2 separate regions of the Podarcis muralis genome follow, and region 2 is linked to region 1. Evidence: chromatin contacts called from public Hi-C data. All regions are on one chromosome and are shown on one strand. The core of a region is the stretch at or near the end of the contact, and the rest is flanking DNA. Distances in the headings are between cores, read along the strand shown. Region 1 holds the start of WDR12 (WD repeat domain 12). Region 2 holds the start of CYP20A1 (cytochrome P450 family 20 subfamily A member 1).

Region 1 (5,553 bases), core at 866-3,365:
AGTTATTGAAATGGATAAAACTTAAAGTCACTAATAAATAATGATGATGATGATGATGATGGAGTCGAGGCTTTTGCCCACACAACAAGCTGAGTTGGGGGGGGGGGAATTTGTCGACACAATTGTAAAGTTATTGAAATGGATCAAACTGAAAGTCACTAATAAATAATAATAATGGAGTCGTGGCTTTTGCCCACACAAGCTGAGCTGAGATGGGGGGGGGATCTGTCGACACGATTGTAAAGTTATTGAAATGGATAAAACTTGAAGTCACTAATAATAATAATAATAATAATAATAATAATAATAATAATAATAATAATGGAGTCGTGGCTTTTGCCCACACAACAAGCTGAGCTGGGGGGGCGGATTTGTCGACACGATTGTAAAGTTACTGAAATGGATAAAACTGAAAGTCACTAATAAATATTATTAATAATAATAATAATAATAATAATAATAATAATAATAATGGAGTCGTGGCTTTTGCCCACACAGCAAGTTGAGCTGGGGGGTGGAATGTGGGGGGGGGGGAGGAATCTGTGGGGGGAGGGGGCGCCCCTCCACCAGAATATTAAGCCCCAATTTGGGGTGGGGGGGTGACTCGAGCCCCTCCCCCTGCCAGGCAGAAACAGCCCCCCCCTCCCTCTTTCCCTCCCTCCTTCCCTGAGGAGGAGGAGGTGGGCAGGGCGGGCCAGGGCGCGCGGCAGCGTGAGTGACGCGACCGGCGCCTGCCGCGCGCCCGAGCCCAGCCAGGGGGTGGGGAGGGGGGAAGGGGGAGGGAGGGGAGGGGGGAGGAGGGAAAATTCAGAACGAGTCTACTCAACCTCGTCTTGGGCACCGCCGTGGGAGACCGCGCGGACGGCGCAGGCGCAGCAGCACGCACGCGCCGCGCCCACCAGGCCGCCGCAAGCGAAGGCGAAGGGTTTTTTTTTTTTTTGCGACGGGAGCCAACGGGGCACCGTAGAAAACCCGGAAGTACTGGAGTATCCACGTGTTTGTGTGGGTTTTTTCAGAAAGGGAGAGAGGGTTCGCTGATGGGTGCTTTTATTTATTTATTTTTCCCAGAATAAATTTTTATTATTTCCTTTAAATGAAATATTATTTCCTTTGATGTATTACAGTATTTTAATATTTTTTTGAAAGCCGCCCAGAGTGGCTGGGGAAGCCCAGCCAGATGGGCGGGGTATAAATAAATTATTATTATTATTATTATTATTATTATTATTATTATTATTATTATTATTATATCTTTTTCCATCCGTCCATACAATCACAGTATGTTCCCTTTGGCTCTGCCGAGTCTTGACTTCCCTCCCTCCCTTCAGTTGGTGTATTTATCACATTTTTATCGCGTACATTATTTTTACATCTCTACTACTTTGCGTTGAAGGTGCTTTTTTTAAAAAGGGTTTCCGTACGCTCAGGTGTGCCCAGTTCTGCAGAGGTACGGAATGGCAATGAACGCTGGTTTGCGGGCTGCTATTAAAATGGAAACGTTGCCAAATGCATGGCACGTTTGTAGACGCGCAGACACGCATCTTGGAAGGGGGAGGTGTTATGAGTTTGTTTCTTTTTTGTTCCCATTTATGAACTTTGTGTTTTTATGCTGTGAACTGCCCTGAGATCATTAAATAAACATTTCATACATATACACATAGGTATTTGGGTAGTATAAAAATAACTCAAATATATATCTAGAGAGAGAGAGAGAAATAATAGATATATATATATATGAGTTTTATTTTTATATTACCCAACTTCCTTCAACTCAGATGGGTATAAATAGGAATAACAGGCTGCAAACCCAGCATAAGTTTACAGCACAAAGCACATTTCCCCCACCCTGAGAACTAATTTCCTGAGAATTGTAGCTCCGGGACTGCAGCTCCCAGGATCCATGGGGGGTGGAGTGGAGAGGGAAATATAATTTTTTAAAATACAGTGTACGCCTTTTTTGGGGCACGGAGGAACCAATTGAAAAACAACAACCCATCGACTTCGTGGCTTATGTAGGAAGTGGGGGGGCGAGAAGAGAGGGAGGAAAAAATAAAAGCTGCTTCTTTACCTTTAAGGGCAGACTAAACTAATCGCTCGCTGAGGCGACTCCATCGGCCCCACGGCAGAGGGCGGAAGCAACTCTGAAGCCACGTGGGACGAGGCGCTGCTGATTCTGGGGAGAGACAGAAATATCCCAGCCTTTGAAATGGCGCAGCTTCAGGCTCGCTTCTTCACTGAGGACACGAAGTAAGTACATCGCCGGGGTCTGGAAGGGCATAACTGGGTCATCTCAGCAATGGCAACTGTGGTTGAAGCGCTGCTCTTAAGCAAAGTCCATTTTGGCATGCCTCTTGCACTTTATGGTCTTTTGGCCTCAGCCATTCATTCATATAGATGTATATGTACGTGTATGCAATATTATAATTCATTCTTATCAGGGGCAGGGTGATGGGGTCAACCAAATAACAGAACCTTTTGGAAACTTACCAGATTGTCTTCCAGTATCTATAACTGAAGTCAAGAACCTTATTTCAGAGTTAAGAAGCAATAAAGCACCAGGCGTAGATTATTTCCCCCCAGAATCTAACATTGACTGATGGGCCTCCCTGGTGGTGGTAATATTCTCATTTATTGATTCACCTGGGTTATTTCCCAAAGTTTGGGCCACAGCGGTAGTCATCCCTATATTCAAAAAGGGCCTTACCTCCAATCCAACTAGTTATAGACTAGTTAGCTTGCTACCTGTAATTAGCAATTATATGCAAAGCATATGCAAAGTTCAGGAAATCTTGTGCCAAGTGCCTTTAAAGTGCCACAGATGGTTTGTTTGTTTGTTTTGATTCCAAAACAATTCTCTTGGGTTTGGTTTGTCATTCAGGTTGGGGGTAGATGTTACTGGGATTTGATATGGGTGGCAGGGCCCATAGTCGCCTTTGACTGGACTTAACCGTCCAGGGGTCCTTTACCATACCTATACGATGGTATAGTATAGTACATGAGTCTGCTCTTAAAAGGTAAAATATTTCCCATGAAGACGATGGTGGAAGTTTGAGATTGATTTTACCCTTTTCTGAATACTGTGTGCAACTGTTTTCTCTCCACAGATACGCAGTAGATGATGTTCCTTTCTCTGTCCCAGCTGCTTCTGAAGTTGCTGATCTCAGTAATGTTATCAACAAATTGCTGGAAGCAAAAAATGGTACGTTTATGTTTGAGGGAAGTGGCTTTAAAAGTTTGCTCCCTTGCTATTAGTCAAGAGTTAATTTTAGGAGTCTGTAGATGTGGTTACCACACATACAACTAATCACAGTTTACAGTTTTACAGAATTAATTTTTGCTATTAAACACATGATGCTATAGATATCACCTCAGCAAATTCCGTATAAACGCACATTAATTTATTACATTTATATTCAACCCTTCCTCCCAAAGCATATCTTATTTAGCAAAGCACACTAGAGTGGAGATACACAATTTGGGGCACAAGTCAATTTGTAGATTATGTATGAATTATTTATTTATCACATTTGTAGTTCACGCTTCATCTCAAAGTGTCAGAACACTGTTATCCCTGGAGCAGTTTTTTTGTCGTATGGGCTAGGTTGGGAGACAGTGACTTAGCCAAGGGTCTCCAGTGATCTTTACAAGGAGCAATCTGAACCCAGGGTGAGAACTTCAGTACATAACAATGACCCCATGGACCAGAGCATGCCAGGCACTCCTGTCTTCCACTGCCTCCCGCAGTTTGGTCAAACTCATGCTGGTAGCTTCGAGAACACTGTCCAACCATCTCATCCTCTGTCTTCCCCTTTTCCTTGTGCCCTCAATCTTTCTCGACACCAGGGTCTTTTCCAGGGAGTCTTCTCCTCTCATGAGGTGGCCAAAGTATTGGAGCTTCAGCTTCAGGATCTGTCCTTCCAGTGAGCACTCAGGGCTGATTTCCTTAAGAATGGAGAGGTTTGATCTCTCCATTCTGGGTCCCACAGATCAAATTAGTACTGCCTACTTCATTATACTGACTCTCACTGTGGTACCCAGTTGTATTCATGCTGTGGTCACAGGGCCATTTCACACAGTAAGTTTCTTGTCCAGAAAGTTGGCCCTTGCCTTCCTTGGGTACATGTTCAAATAGACAAAATCTCTGCACAATCTCTGATAATCTCTATGATTATTTTTTGTTTCTTCATGATCGCTTGCCCAGAGAAATGTATTTTGTCTGGGGGTTCAAAGAATATTACAGTTGGAACCAAGATGCTGTAACATCCAACTTGCTCAATATGTAAAGTGTATCAGTGATATAACTTCTGGTTTGGGGAGCTGAATCTTATCTGCTAACAAAAAACTTGAGAATTTTTTGTATTCCCCTGGATAAAGTTTGGTTGCCTGTGATAACTTGGTAATATGAGTGTGTATTGTACAGGAATAACTGAAGGCTACATTTTAGACATAGGCACCAAGACTTCTCAAATGTACAGTGTAAACTGCATCTTCTGAGTATCGTATAAGCTATGCAACCTGACACTTTGTGTTTTCTTTGTCTCTAGAAGGCCACAAATATGTGGAATTTGATTTCCTTATTAACGGACAGTTCTTGCGCATGTCCCTGGTGAGGCACATGGAAGTGGAAAATATCTCAACTGTAAGTCGTGTGTGTGTGTGTGTGTGTGTGTGTGTGTGTGTGTGTGTGTAGAGTATAGGCTCTGGATAATGAGAGTAAGAAATATAGAATCATCCAGTTAAATTTGTGCAAAACTCCCAATTATTGTATCAGGCTGTCTAGCCTGCAAATGTATGACCGAGCAATTCTATCCTTCAGAGCTGCTAGCTAGAGGGGGTTTAGGATTGGTTAAAAGTGTGTGTGCAGTTGGGAGCCCACATCTGCTACAGAGGCCTCTGTTGTTCCCATAAGTCATGGGTTTGCTGCTTGCAGTAGCCAGTGTAAGGCGCTGGAACAAAGCATTCTATCAGCAGAGATGGTCTTGAATGCATTGGACCAAAAAGCCCTTCCATTCTCATGAGAGGCCCAGAATTGAGTCCCTTACTTGAATTAGCCAGGATCTGGTGCAGGTAATTTGCCCCCTTGGTTTCAGGGGGGCAGAGGGAACTGGAAGAAAATAAGGATTTCTTATAAGAGACCACCTTGTTTTGTTTTCAGTATCTATGTATGGCTTTTCCTAAGCAACATACAAATCATAATCTTAAATAAGTATATAGTAGACTAAGTGCAGGAGGCGGGTGGCGCTGTGGGTTAAACCACAGAGCCTAGGACTTGCCGATCAGAAGGTCGGCGGTTCAAATCCCCGTGACGGGGTGAGCTCCCGTTGCTTGGTCCCTGCTCCTGCCAACCTAGCAGTTTGAAAGCACGTCAAAGTCCAAGTAGATAAATAGGTACCACTCCGGTGGGAAGGTAAACGGCGTTTCCGTGCGCTGCTCTGGTTCACCAGAAGCAGCTTAGTTCTGCTGGCCACATGACCTGGAAGCTGTACGCCAGCTCCCTTGGCCAATAAAGCGAGATGAGCGCTGCAACCCCAGAGTCGGCCACGACAGGACCTA
Region 2 (5,553 bases), core at 1,109-3,608, 220 kb before region 1:
CCTCTGAATAAACAACTATTAAGACCGTATTGTCAGCCAGCAAACTTGCGTACCTGTACTAAGTGGAAAGCCCCACCGACTTCAGCGAGGGCCTTACTCCCGTTAAACGTGCAGAACACCAGGTCGCACATCTGCAGCCATAGCTCATAGCCAAAGATAAACTACCCGGACACTGAGGTCCAGCGCCGAGGGCCTTCTGGCGGTTCCCTCCCTGCGAGAAGCCAAGTTACAGGGAACCAGGCAGAGGGCCTTCTTGGTAGTGGCACCCGCCCTGTGGAACTCCCCCCCCCCATCAGATGTCAAAGAACTAAGCAGCTATCTGACTTTTAGAAGACATCTGAAGGCAGCCCTGTTTAGGGAAGCTTTTAATGTATAACAAACTACTGTATTTTAATACTTTGTTGGGAGCCACCCAGAGTGGCTGGGGAAACCCAGCCAGATGGACGGGGTATAAATAAATTATTATTATTATTATTATTATTATTATTATTATTATTATTATTATTACCTACTGGAAAGTTGCTTCCGAAGTTTAGTACCCTCCTCCTCAAAAAGACCACCTTGCTTTCATCTCCTGTGGTTTCTGCCCTGCTCAGCTGTACATGTACACACTTCGCCAGAATTTCGAATTTCCGTCTGTTTTTTTTTTTTTGGAGGACTACAACTCCCATCATCCTTAACAAGCTGCGACAGTGGTCAGAGATGATGGGAACTGTAGTCCCAACTTTGCAAAAAACGCCTTTAAAGCGTATTGGAGGCGCGTCCCCTCCCTCAAAGGATTCTGGGTCCCGTAGTCTGTTCAGAGTTGGCGCAGAGCTGGAATTTCTCTGCGAGGGGTCAAGTCAGAGCTGTCAACTTTCAGATTTGAAAATAAGGGATCAGCAGACTCGAAGATAAGGGATCAGCAGCCTCACCCGTCCCGGGGACAGTCTACGGGATATCTAACAATCTGGGATAGCAGCGGGAAGCAGCGCTGGAATAAGGGAATATCCCGCAAAAAAAAAAGGGGGGGGAAAGGTTGACAGCTATGGGTCAAGTGCTGCGGCCAGAATCGTTGGAGGGGAAGAACTTCGGACTTACTTCCGAGTAGCCCAACTCCCTGCAATGCAGGAATCTCCGATAGAGAAATATCTGCTTGTGCTGTTTCCGAGCACAATTCATAGTGTTGGTGCTGACCTTTAAAGCCCTAAATGGCCTCGGTCCAGTATACCTGAAGGAGCGTCTCCACCCCCATCGTTCAGCCCGGACACTGAGATCCAGCTCCGAGGGCCTTCTGGAGGTTCCCTCGCTACGAGAAGTGAGGTTACAGGGAACCAGACAGAGGGCCTTCTCGGTGGTGGCGCCCACCATGTGGAACCCTTCAGATGTGAAGGAAATAAGCAGCTAGGTAAAGGTACCCCTGCCCATACGGGCCAGTCTTGACAGACTCTAGGGTTGTGCGCCCATCTCACTCAAGAGGCCGGGGGCCAGCGCTGTCCGAAGACACTTCCGGGTCACGTGGCCAGCGTGACAAGCTGCAGCTGGCGAGCCAGTGCAGCACACGGAACGCCGTTTACCTTCCCGCCAGTAAGCGGTCCCTATTTATCTACTTGCACCCGGGGGTGCTTTCGAACTGCTAGGTTGGCAGGCGCTGGGACCGAGCAACGGGAGCGCACCCCGCCGCGGGGATTTGAACCGCCGACCTTTCGATCGGCAAGCCCTAGGCGCTGAGGCTTTTACCCACAGCGCCACCCACGTCCCTAGTGGAACCCTTCAGATGTGAAGGAAATAAGCAGCTATCCTATCTTTAAAAGACATCTGAAGGCAGCCCTGTTTAGGGAAGTTTTTAATACTTAATGCTGTATTGTTTTTAACACTTGATTGGGAGCTGCCCAGAGTGGCTGGGGAGACTCAGCCAGATGGGCGGGGTATAAATAAATAGTTGTTGTTGTTGTTGTTGTTGTTGTTGTTGTTGTTGTTGTTGTTATTATTATTATTATTATGCTTTACCTCCGGTGCAGGGTCACCCGGAACTAAGTTACACTAACTCAAAACCCCACGACGGGACTCCCTCCCCAGTAAAGCCATTAGAGCTGCGGGGGACGCGCCGCCCGCTTCCGCGCGGGCACTTTCTCCCGGCGCCCCAAGATTCTAGAACCCCTTTGATCTCCCCTTTGATCTCCCGGCGCGCGCGCGGTGCAGCCTTTACCGGGTAGAGGTAAAGCACGGCCCCCACCAGGACCAGCAGGAAAGTGACGGCGAAGATAGCGAAGTCCAGCATGGCAGCAGCAGCAGCCCTTCCTCGCCCGAGTTTGGGTGGCAGCAGGGCGGAGATCCGAGCAACGGGGGAGGCGAGAGCAATCGAGCTATCGGCTGTGCGAGGAAGGCGGGGAGGGGGGCGGGACTTTTCCTGGAAACGCGCGTGCACGCGCACACACCCCCAACCCGGCTGATGGAGGTCCAGTCCCAGCTGCGCCCAAAGGTGCGCTTGCATCGCCTCTCCGCGCGCAGCTCCTGCAGCGCCTGGTCTGGCGTCCTTACGCCTTCCGGGAAGAAAAGCGGTGCATTTGCACTGAGCGATCCTTGTTGCTTTTTTCCCTTTCTTAGGTTTTGGGTTACAAAGCTTTCCTGAAGCCCTGGATCCCGTCGAAGCTGCAAGGACGGCTGCAGCAAAATTCATTGGCCAGTATTCATTGCCTCGCCGACGGTTTTTGTTTTTTTCCTTCGCAGGTTGCTCCGCTGCCCTCCGGTACAAAAAGTCTTGCAGCGGTTGCTTATGAACCAGAGCTTTGTGTAATATTTTTATTAAATTTTCTGTTTTACAGTTTCAGATAGACACTTTGCATCCTTGAGATATCAGTGACTTCGCTTTTTCTCTTTCCATGGTTCGTTTTGCATATCTTGTATCCCTGCATGTTTTACAGAAACTATACCAATCGGTTTTCCATTATTAAAGGTAAAGGGACCCCTGACCATTAGGTCCAGTTGTGGCTGACTCTGGGGTTGCGGCGCTCATCTCGCTTTATTGGCCGAGGGAGCTGGCGTACAGCTTCCGGGTCATGTGGCCAGCATGACTAAGCCGCTTCTAGCGAACCAGAGCAGCGCACGGAAACGCCGTTTACTTTCCCGCCAGAGTGGTACCTATTTATCTACTTGCACTTTGACGTACTTTCGAACTGCTAGGTTGGCAGGAGCAGGGACTAAACAATGGGAGCTCACCCTGTCGCAGGGATTCGAACCACCGACCTTCTGATCGGCAAGTCTTAGGCTCTGTGGTTTAGACCACAGCGCCACCCGCTGACAGAAAACTGGAATAAATGTTTATCTCTAAACTATGGTTGCTTGTTACGTTTGGAAACTCAAACCCTCTTTGGGTTCTCATCTACAGTACCACAAACCAGTTTGGTATGTCCGAACAGAACAGGTATGAGGCTCTTCAGTGATAATATTAGTGAAATAAATAGCTCACTTGATTTATGAACAAGATTGTCCACTTTTTAAAATGTGTTAATACCATCTGCCTGGGAACTGAGGTGCTCTAAAGAACAAGTGCAGCTCACTGCCGTCACATAATAATAATAATAATAATAATAATAATAATAATAATAATAATAATTTATTTATACCCCACCCATCTGGCTGAGTTTCCCCAGCCACTCTGGGCGGCTTCCAATCAAATGTTAAAAACAATACAGCATTAAATATTAACTTCCCTAAACAGGGCTGCCTTCAGATGTCTTTTAAAAAGAAGATAGCTGCTTATTTCCTTCACATCTGAAGGGAGGGCGTTCCACAGGGCGGGTGCCACTACCGAGAAGGCCCTCTGCCTGGTTCCCTGTAACCTCACTTCTCGCAATGAGAGAACTGCCAGAAGGCCCTCGGTGCTGGATCTCAGTGTCTGGGCTGAATGATGGGGGTGGAGACGCTCCTTCAGGTATACAGGACTGAGGCCATTTAGGGCTTTAAAGGTCAGCACCAACACTTTGAATTGTGCTTGGAAATGTACTGGGAGCCAATGCAGATCTCTCAGGACTGGTGTTACGTGGTTCCAGCGGCCACTCCCAGTCACCAGTCTAGCTGCCGCATTCTGGATTAATTGCAGATTCCGGGTCACCTTCAAAGGTAGCCCCACGTAGAGTGCATTGCAGTAGTCCAAGTGGGAGATAACTAGAGCATGCACCACTCTGGCGAGACAGTCCGCAGGCAGGTAGGGTCTCAGTCTGCGTACCAGGTGGAGCTGGTAGACAGCCACCTTGGACACAGAATTGACCTGCGCCTCCATGGACAGCTGAGAGTCCAGAATGACTCCCAGGCTGCGCACCTGGTCCTTCAGGGGCACAGTTACCCCATTCAGGACCAGGGAATCCCCCACACCCGCCCGCCCCCTGTCCCGCCAAAACAGTACTTCAGTCTTATCAGGATTCAACCTCAGTCTGTTAGCCGCCATCCACCATAACAGCTAATGAGGAAATTCACACATTTTTCAAGCGGTTGTTGCATTTGAGCATAAATAGGTGTATGTTTAGCATGAGGAGTTCTGGGCTGCAAACCTGCTTATACCATGGCATTCAGAAAATGTTTTCAGCGTCCTGGCCAGGCCTGCGGGTTTTAAGATGCTCAAATGCCTGTTGGGTCTCTGCAAAGGCTTCTTGCCCCCCAAGCAATCCACATGGGGCACAATGAGTCTCAAATAGGCCGGCACAAACTTGCGGTAAGAGTTGGTGATCCACCCCCCCCCCCTTGGAGTCTCAGAGGTGCACAAAACTCAAAAAGCCTCATCTTGAAGAATATGAATAGATTGAATGTGTGGTGTTAATATGCCTTGAAAAATAAACAAATGTTTAATATTTGGAATATTTTGTTTGCCAGGCCAGGTTCAAAAATACATTTCCAGTATAGTACAAAATTAATAGTTGCTAGGTAATTCTTTTTTGTATCACTATTGCAGGGACTTAGCAATGGGAGCTCACTCCGTCGCGGGGATTCGAACCGCCAACCTTCTGATCGGCAAGTCCAAGAGGCTCAGCAGTTTAGACCAGAGCGCCACCCACATGACTACAGCTCACATTGGTTGTTGTGTGTTCTTTGGAGCCGAGCCTCAAATCATTTTCCACCAGCATGTAACCAGCGAATTCACATTTGAGGGGTTAAAGCTAGATAGGGAACCAGTAGTGTCCTCCAAGAAACATGCTCAGTTCTAACAGTTATGTACATTAGTAACTTCAAGTTTGCCTCGTTCTTCCTTTGGTACAGAGGGAACACCCCCAAGGACTATGACCCTGGAGTGGACTTCAGTTTCCTGGTGACAGAAAGCTCAGGTAAGCTGTAACGTCAATTGAAGAGAAGTCAACTTCCAAGCAGACTCTTGCTTAGCAGAAAAAGAACGGCCTTATCTGGGAGGGGTGGGAAAACCCAGATGCCCAGAAGCCACTGGCGCATGATGGCAAGATACTGCTTCCCACAATGCAACTCTTTACTATCTTGGATAGAAGAAGAAGAAGAGGAGTTTGGATTTGATATCCCGCTTTATCACTACCCAAAGGAGTCTCAAAGCGGCTAACATTCTCCTTTCCC

What was found. A called contact is a pair of places that touch in the nucleus more often than the background predicts.
Region 2: a Hi-C map of blood shows a contact between it and region 1, with 12 times the contacts expected there. The contact joins the promoter of CYP20A1 here to the promoter of WDR12 in region 1. A contact is called at or near these places in 2 of 3 Hi-C or Micro-C datasets (blood and tail).

The regions. Positions count from the first base shown.
Region 1 is chr1:127,298,990-127,304,542 of rPodMur119.hap1.1, reverse strand. It overlaps WDR12 (WD repeat domain 12), which reads left to right and starts at 2,115. Exons shown (of 13, transcript XM_077918169.1): 1 at 2,115-2,247; 2 at 3,105-3,199; 3 at 4,545-4,639. The coding sequence starts at 2,207. CARF (calcium responsive transcription factor) reads right to left here and starts at 2,168. Exons shown (of 16, transcript XM_077918147.1): 1 at 2,069-2,168.
Region 2 is chr1:127,523,306-127,528,858 of rPodMur119.hap1.1, reverse strand. It overlaps CYP20A1 (cytochrome P450 family 20 subfamily A member 1), which reads right to left and starts at 2,358. Exons shown (of 13, transcript XM_028701916.2): 1 at 2,189-2,358. The coding sequence starts at 2,260.